Regions from separate parts of the Sus scrofa genome. Here region 1 is linked to region 2. A link is a contact called in public promoter capture Hi-C data. All regions are on one chromosome and are shown on one strand. Each heading gives the region's core, a stretch centred on a gene start, on an enhancer-like site or on the middle of the called end of the contact. The rest is flanking DNA. Distances are from core to core; before and after follow the strand shown. Region 1 holds the start of LOC100737977 (tumor necrosis factor receptor superfamily member 10B-like). Region 2 holds the start of EGR3 (early growth response protein 3).

The links. Promoter capture Hi-C pulls out the DNA fragments that hold promoters and counts their contacts.
Region 1: a contact with region 2 is called in a promoter capture Hi-C map of fetal skeletal muscle, with 2.4 times the contacts expected there. The contact joins the promoter of LOC100737977 here to the promoter of EGR3 in region 2. A contact is called at or near these places in 1 of 5 promoter capture datasets (fetal skeletal muscle) and 1 of 2 datasets of contacts at active chromatin or transcription factors (skeletal muscle).

What each region holds. Positions count from the first base shown.
Region 1 is chr14:7,369,537-7,372,384 of Sscrofa11.1, reverse strand. LOC100737977 (tumor necrosis factor receptor superfamily member 10B-like) reads left to right here and starts at 1,299. Exons shown (of 10, transcript XM_021073208.1): 1 at 1,299-1,495. The coding sequence starts at 1,447.
Region 2 is chr14:6,947,008-6,950,194 of Sscrofa11.1, reverse strand. EGR3 (early growth response protein 3) reads left to right here and starts at 1,688. Exons shown (of 2, transcript XM_021072993.1): 1 at 1,688-1,967. The coding sequence starts at 1,814.

The DNA of each region.
Region 1 (2,848 bases), core at 50-2,549, 420 kb before region 2:
AAAAACACACACACACACTGACAATAAAGAAAGCTGCAGTAGTCAAGACAGGTGGTATTGGCATGAAGTCAGACAAATGATAGATCCATGGAATAGAATACAGAGTCCAGAAATGGAACATATATATGATACGGTTAAATGAATTTCAACAAAGGCAATAAGATTATTTAATGGATAAATGTATGGAGAAAAATGAATTTTAACTCCTACTGCCCAAACCACACAAAATTGATACAATGGGTGGAGCTGGAGGCCTCCTGGATTCCCTTCTCTTACCCATTTCCCAGCCCTTCAATCATCCTGTGAGCAGGACCTAACCTCAAGCTTCCGGATACTGGATTCCTACCAGCAGGGTGCCAAGTGTGTGGGTATAGAGCAAGATGGGCCTGCCCCAAGTGGGGCTCCCCTTCTTGGCCCATTTGATTTCACGGGCCAATCAATTCCTAGCGGTTCTGTTTCCCCAGGGATTTAATTCAAGAATCTACAGGAAAGGGAAATCCTGAAGAAAGGCTGAAGTGGCTTCCTCCGGCTTGTCTGACTGCAGGAGCAGTAAAGAGAATGTGAAAGACAGATGATGGACCTGGAATTACCAGAAGAGGCAAGCTGGTGAAGGGGGAGGTCACTGGTGACCTGAAATCAGACTCAGGGATCACGGCCCCTGTGACCTTCATTGAGTGTCTGTTCCAGTCAGGTACCTGGCTACTGCGAGGCTAAAACCAAGCCTCTGACCCAGAAGCCTGGCCCTAGGACAGAGCTGCCAAGTGAGTTTGGAAGCAGTAATAACCATACATTTTGTCAGTGAGGGGGGGTAAGAGCAGAAGGTGAGAGTGGGCAAAAGGCCATAGTCAGAGAACCGGAGGTAGCTCTGGAGAGGCTCCGGTCCTGGGAAGGAACTTGGGTTCAAGAAGTACTCTGAATTTTGGGAGCTTCCGTCCTGGCTCAGCGGTAACGAACCCGACTAGGATCCAGGAGGACTCAAGCTCGATCCCTTCCCTCGCTCAGTGGGTTAAGGGTCCACTGTTGCCAAGAGCTGTGGTGTAGGCTGGCAGCTGTAGCTCCCATTTGACCCTAGCCTGGGAACTTCCAAATACCGCGGGTGTGTAAGACAAAAGAAGTACTCTGAATTTCCAGGTTCGGAGAAACTCTGGGCGTAATTTGCCGCCTCAGAGAAAAAAGGCAGCTTTCTACACTGCCAGGCACTGATTGCACAACAGCCAGCCTAAGACTAGGCGGGGCCATCTGCTGCGCACCGTCATTCCGAACCCCCGAGAGCAGCGCGCGTGGGAATAGACAGCCGGCGCTCCACGAAAGACACTGCCTACATCGTATTTCCGGCGGTTCTGCGGGCGTTCACCACGCGGCAGCCCGGACAGCGAGTTCTCCCGGATCGCGGCGGGAAGCGCAGACCTCCGGAGTCCCGGAAGGGCGCACACCCAGCCCCCGGCCATGGCTCCGGGACCCCATCTTCCTCGTCGTCTTGAGTGTCGTGCTGTGGGTGAGTCCCCGCCGCGGGCCCTAGCTCGAAGAAGGCGTGCCTGGTGGCCGAGAGGGAGCGAAGAGTAGGGGAATCGCGGATATGAGACTTGGGGACATGCCCGGGCAAATCCCGGCGTGGTCCGAGGGAGGTCGGGCTGTGAGTCGGCGGGGAGGGGGCGGAGCCTGCGTGGCCCTGCCCCGCCCTCTCCTTTCCTTACTCCTCACCCCTTTTCTCCCCTCCTTTTCCTCCCCTCCTCTCTTCCCTTCTCCTTCTTTTGTATGCTTGTTTAATTTTTTTTTTTTTTTTTTTTTTTTTGTCTTTTCCAGGGCCGCACCCGTGGCATATGGAGGTTCCCAGGCTAGGGGTCTAATCGGAGCTGTAACCGCTGGTCTACACCACAGCCACAGCAACACTGGTTCCGAGCCTCGTCTGCAACCTACACCACAGCTCATGGCAACGCGGGATCCTTAACCACTGAGCGAGGCCAGGGATTGAACCTGCAACCTCATGGTTCCTAGTCAGATTCGCTAAGCACTGAGCCACGACGGGAACTCTCCTGTTTAAATTCTTAAAAGTGCTCGCTGCATCTCTTCTTCCCACGGATTTTAACAGAAAAGTAACTTTCCCACCCCTGCTCTCGTTCAGCACCCCTTCCGGGCTGCTGTGAGAAGAGCAGTTTGCCAAACGCCTGCTAAGCATTTTCTTACACAGCAACACACGGGCTTTACAAGGTAAACCATCAACAATTCTACAGCTGGCCCCAGGGGCTCTGTCTTTAGTTTCAGAAACAAGGATGTGAAACTCTTATTTTGACTTCCATTGATCAAACAAGTAAGGGCGTGCGTCCCAGAGAAACTCATCATAGAAATAAGTGCATACTTGGAATTGGTTTCTAGCTTGCTCTAGGCTCCAGCCAGTTTGCCCTTATATGTTACAAAAACAAACAGCAACAAACCCCACCACCACCCCCAACACACACACACACACCCCAAGGTTATCCTGAAGAAGTATTTGGCCTGGAAATAGCATTTCCTGTCATTCCTATTCAAATGCCTGTAAAAGTGTGCTAACACTTTAGACAACCACCTTGAACATTTAGGGGAGGTGAGATAATTAGAGTTTACAGATGAGAAACTACTAATAAAAGGAGATAGCAGAGAGAGGCATAAAACCTCACCATCCTTGGCTCTCACCCCCTTGGTTGTGATGGTAGCTGGTAGTAATTGTGAGGACTGTGACATCTTTTGTTGTCTGATATGTTAGGCAGAACTTTCTTTTTCAAGGGGGACAGAAGGGACTTTCTCAAAATTGCGAAACTATTTAATGGCTGCCCTGAGCTAGGAGGCAAGAGGCTTTACTGTTAATCTAGCT
Region 2 (3,187 bases), core at 439-2,938:
GATTCACCACGCCCACACGGCCACCGACGGGGGAAACCTCCCACGCCGAGCCGGTGTGATTCGGGGTCGCTCCCCCACGCTCCCCTCCTCTCCTCCCCCTCTCCCGCGGCCCGGCCGCGCGCGCTCCAGGAGCAGGCCTCGGGGAACATATCAGCCGCCCCCGGGATTTGCTGCTGCTGCTGCTCGGGGAGGTGACAGCTTTCGGGGTCGGCAAACAGGCGGCCCTTGACAGCAGGGCGCTGGCAGTCAGCAATGGGAACAGCCCTGTGGAAGGCGAGGGGGAAGGTAGAGACTAGGGGAGGTCGCCGCTGTGGCTCAGAGACTGTGGGTTCAGCAGACTCCTGCCGCAACTCCGCGGCGGGCCCTTCGCAGGCAGCAATAGACTGAGTCTGCGCCTGGGCCTGCTGAGCCCTCCTGCCATCCCGTGGCCAAAGGGGGTGTTTGGAACCGTGAGGAAATTTGTGGAGGATTTGGTGCACGTGTTTCCTACCCCCTCAACTTCATTCCTCCTTCTTCGTCACCAAAACTGCACATCCTCGACCCCAAATATTCGAGGTTCTCGCCTCCCGCGCAGTCGCTCTGCAGCTACGAACCTCCCCACCACTGCGCTCAGCTGGGTGTCGGCACAGGGTCAGGGGCCCGAGGAGCAGCAGGAGTGTGGGCGGCGAATCACAGGGAGGGTGGCACAAAATTTCCTGGGACACTGGACCAGAGATCCCTGACCCGCTAGACTCCTCCTCAGAGGGACTTTTTCCCAGCCCCGGGCAGGATCCTGGGCGCGAGAAGAGCGGCGGGGCAGGGTCGGTGCGCACACCTTCCGGGTTCCCCAGAAGTTCCCGGGCAGTGAAGAGACCCCGCCGGGTGTTTTCAATTCTCTTTCTTCCTGCTGGGGGTGCTGGAGGCCACTTGGAAACAACGCCACCTCTGCGGCCCCCAGTCCTACAAGCGCGCTCTCCTAGTGCAGACATCAAATAAACATACACGCGGCTATTGGTCTTTCAACCCGGCGCGGCGCGCTTTACGCTTTCCGTACAGTTACATCGCTCTTTCCTCTCTCCTCTCGAATTTTCCTTCTTTCTTCTCTACTGTTTCTCTCTCTCTCTCTGTTTTTTTTTAAGATCCGCGAGCGGTGCGGGCGCCGCACGTTGGCTGCGGCCCGCTTCCTGCTTTCTAATGTTCCATTGTGAGGAGCTTCCATTGTGACGTCGCGCCCCTTCGGCTGGGCTTTGTCTGTCCATATATGGGCAGCTACGTCACGGAGCTTTCCCGGGGCTCAGATAAATAGGCTGGTGGAGTTCCCTGGCTGGGAGCTTTTGGGCAGCAGTGAGCTTGCTAGGAAGCGGCGGGGCTGGTGGTGGTGGTAGCAGCGGCAGCAGCAGCGGCAGAGGCGGCGGCGGCGGCGGTGGCGGCGGTGGTGGATCGGGGGGCGGGGGGGCCGCGGGCGCGCGTCTGTTTGTGATATCAATACTGAGGCCGCGTCCGACCCCTTGGGCCGAGATCCCCCCCCCCAGCTCAGCCCCCGTCCACCCGCCGCACACGCCCCCCCCCCACGACCAAGCCTCTACGACACCAGCTGAGACACCAAGAGGATTACCCTCCTTTGCCCTCTCTCCCACCCACCCCCCAAAAAGAGAAGATCCCCTCCCCAGGCCCACCCCTTCCCCTCTTCCCTCCCCCTCCCCCCGAACTTTCCCTCTCGCATGCTTTTCCCCTGCACCACGGATCGCCTCTCGGATGCCGCTTGCCTGGAAGCTGCGTTAGGAGCGAGCGGCGGCGGTGGCGGCGGTGGCGGCGGCGGCAGCTCGGGAGTGCTATGACCGGCAAACTCGCCGAGAAGCTGCCGGTGACCATGAGCAGTTTGTTAAACCAACTGCCTGACAATCTGTACCCCGAGGAGATCCCCAGCGCGCTCAACCTCTTTTCTGGCAGCACCGACTCGGTAGCCCATTACAATCAGATGGCTACAGGTAAGGGCGGCGGGGAGGCGGCGAGGCAGCGAGGAAGGAAAGGGAGAGAGGAAGAGGAGGAGGGAGCGAGCTAGAGATAGATAGATGGATGGATGGATGGATGGAGAGATGGGGGGCGCGCTGGGAATTTTCCGGGGGGCGAGTTGCTTTTCCCACCCACTCCTCCCGCCCTCCCTGATCGGGAAGGCTCGGTTGGCTACGCCACGGTAGAGGCTTCGGTTCTCCCGGGTGGGGGCAGCCGCCGACCGAAGGGAGGTAGGTGCGAGCGGCTCTGGGGTTCTCCACTTAGGGGGCGCGATCGCCGGGCTGCGCGCAAGGCGTAGTGCTGTCGCCCCCTTTCTCGGGAGGAGCCCAACGTCCCTTTCACCCGCGCTCTCCCCCCTTACTCCCTCAGCCTCCCACCCGGGATGGAGCCATGTGCGGCGTGGAGTCCCCGCGGTGGGAGAGGTACTGCGACGCTGCCTTTCCAGGGCGTTCAGCGAAGCCGTGGGGGTGTGGGGATGTGGGGACGGCGGGTAGGGGAGAAGGTGGGGGGCCACCCATGCGGGGGCTTCCACGGGCTCGATCCCCGGGCGGAGGAGCTTGGGAAGAGCGGCCACTCCCGTCATGGAGACACTGGCCGGTTTTCCACCGCCCTCCACTCTCGCTTAGCTGAGGCTGGGCTTTCCCCCTCCCGCAAGAGCCGAAAGCTCCTTCAGGCCCGGAGGAGACTGGGGCTAGGGGAGGCGGCGGGAGAGCTCCTTTTGCGGGCAGCACCCGTCTATGCGCCGAGGACAAAGCGTCGGAGCGCTCTGGGTCAGCGACCTGGGCGCAGAGCGCACGGGGGGCTTCGTCGGGGCAGGAAAGGCGCGGCGTCCGGCGCGGACAGGGCTAGGGGAAGAGGCCGAGTTGCGTGTGCTAGAGAGCGAGAGCCACACGCACTCCGGGTCTGAAACTACCTGTAGCTGCAGCTACCTGCCAGCCCCACCTCAGGAATAACAACAATGCTTCTCGCGCGCGCGCCTGTGTATGTGTATGTGTGTGGTACGTGTGTGTGCGCGGCGTGTGCGGTATGTGTGCAGCAGCCACTCCACACCCCGATCCGTAGTATTTTGCTGTATCCAGGTTGCGCCCGGGAGCGCGGCACCGCCCGCTTTGCGCCGGGCGCAGCTTTCCTCTTACCCCATGCGCTGCGCACTCCACCCGGCCGCACCCTCCACACCTGGGCAAAGACCTGGGCA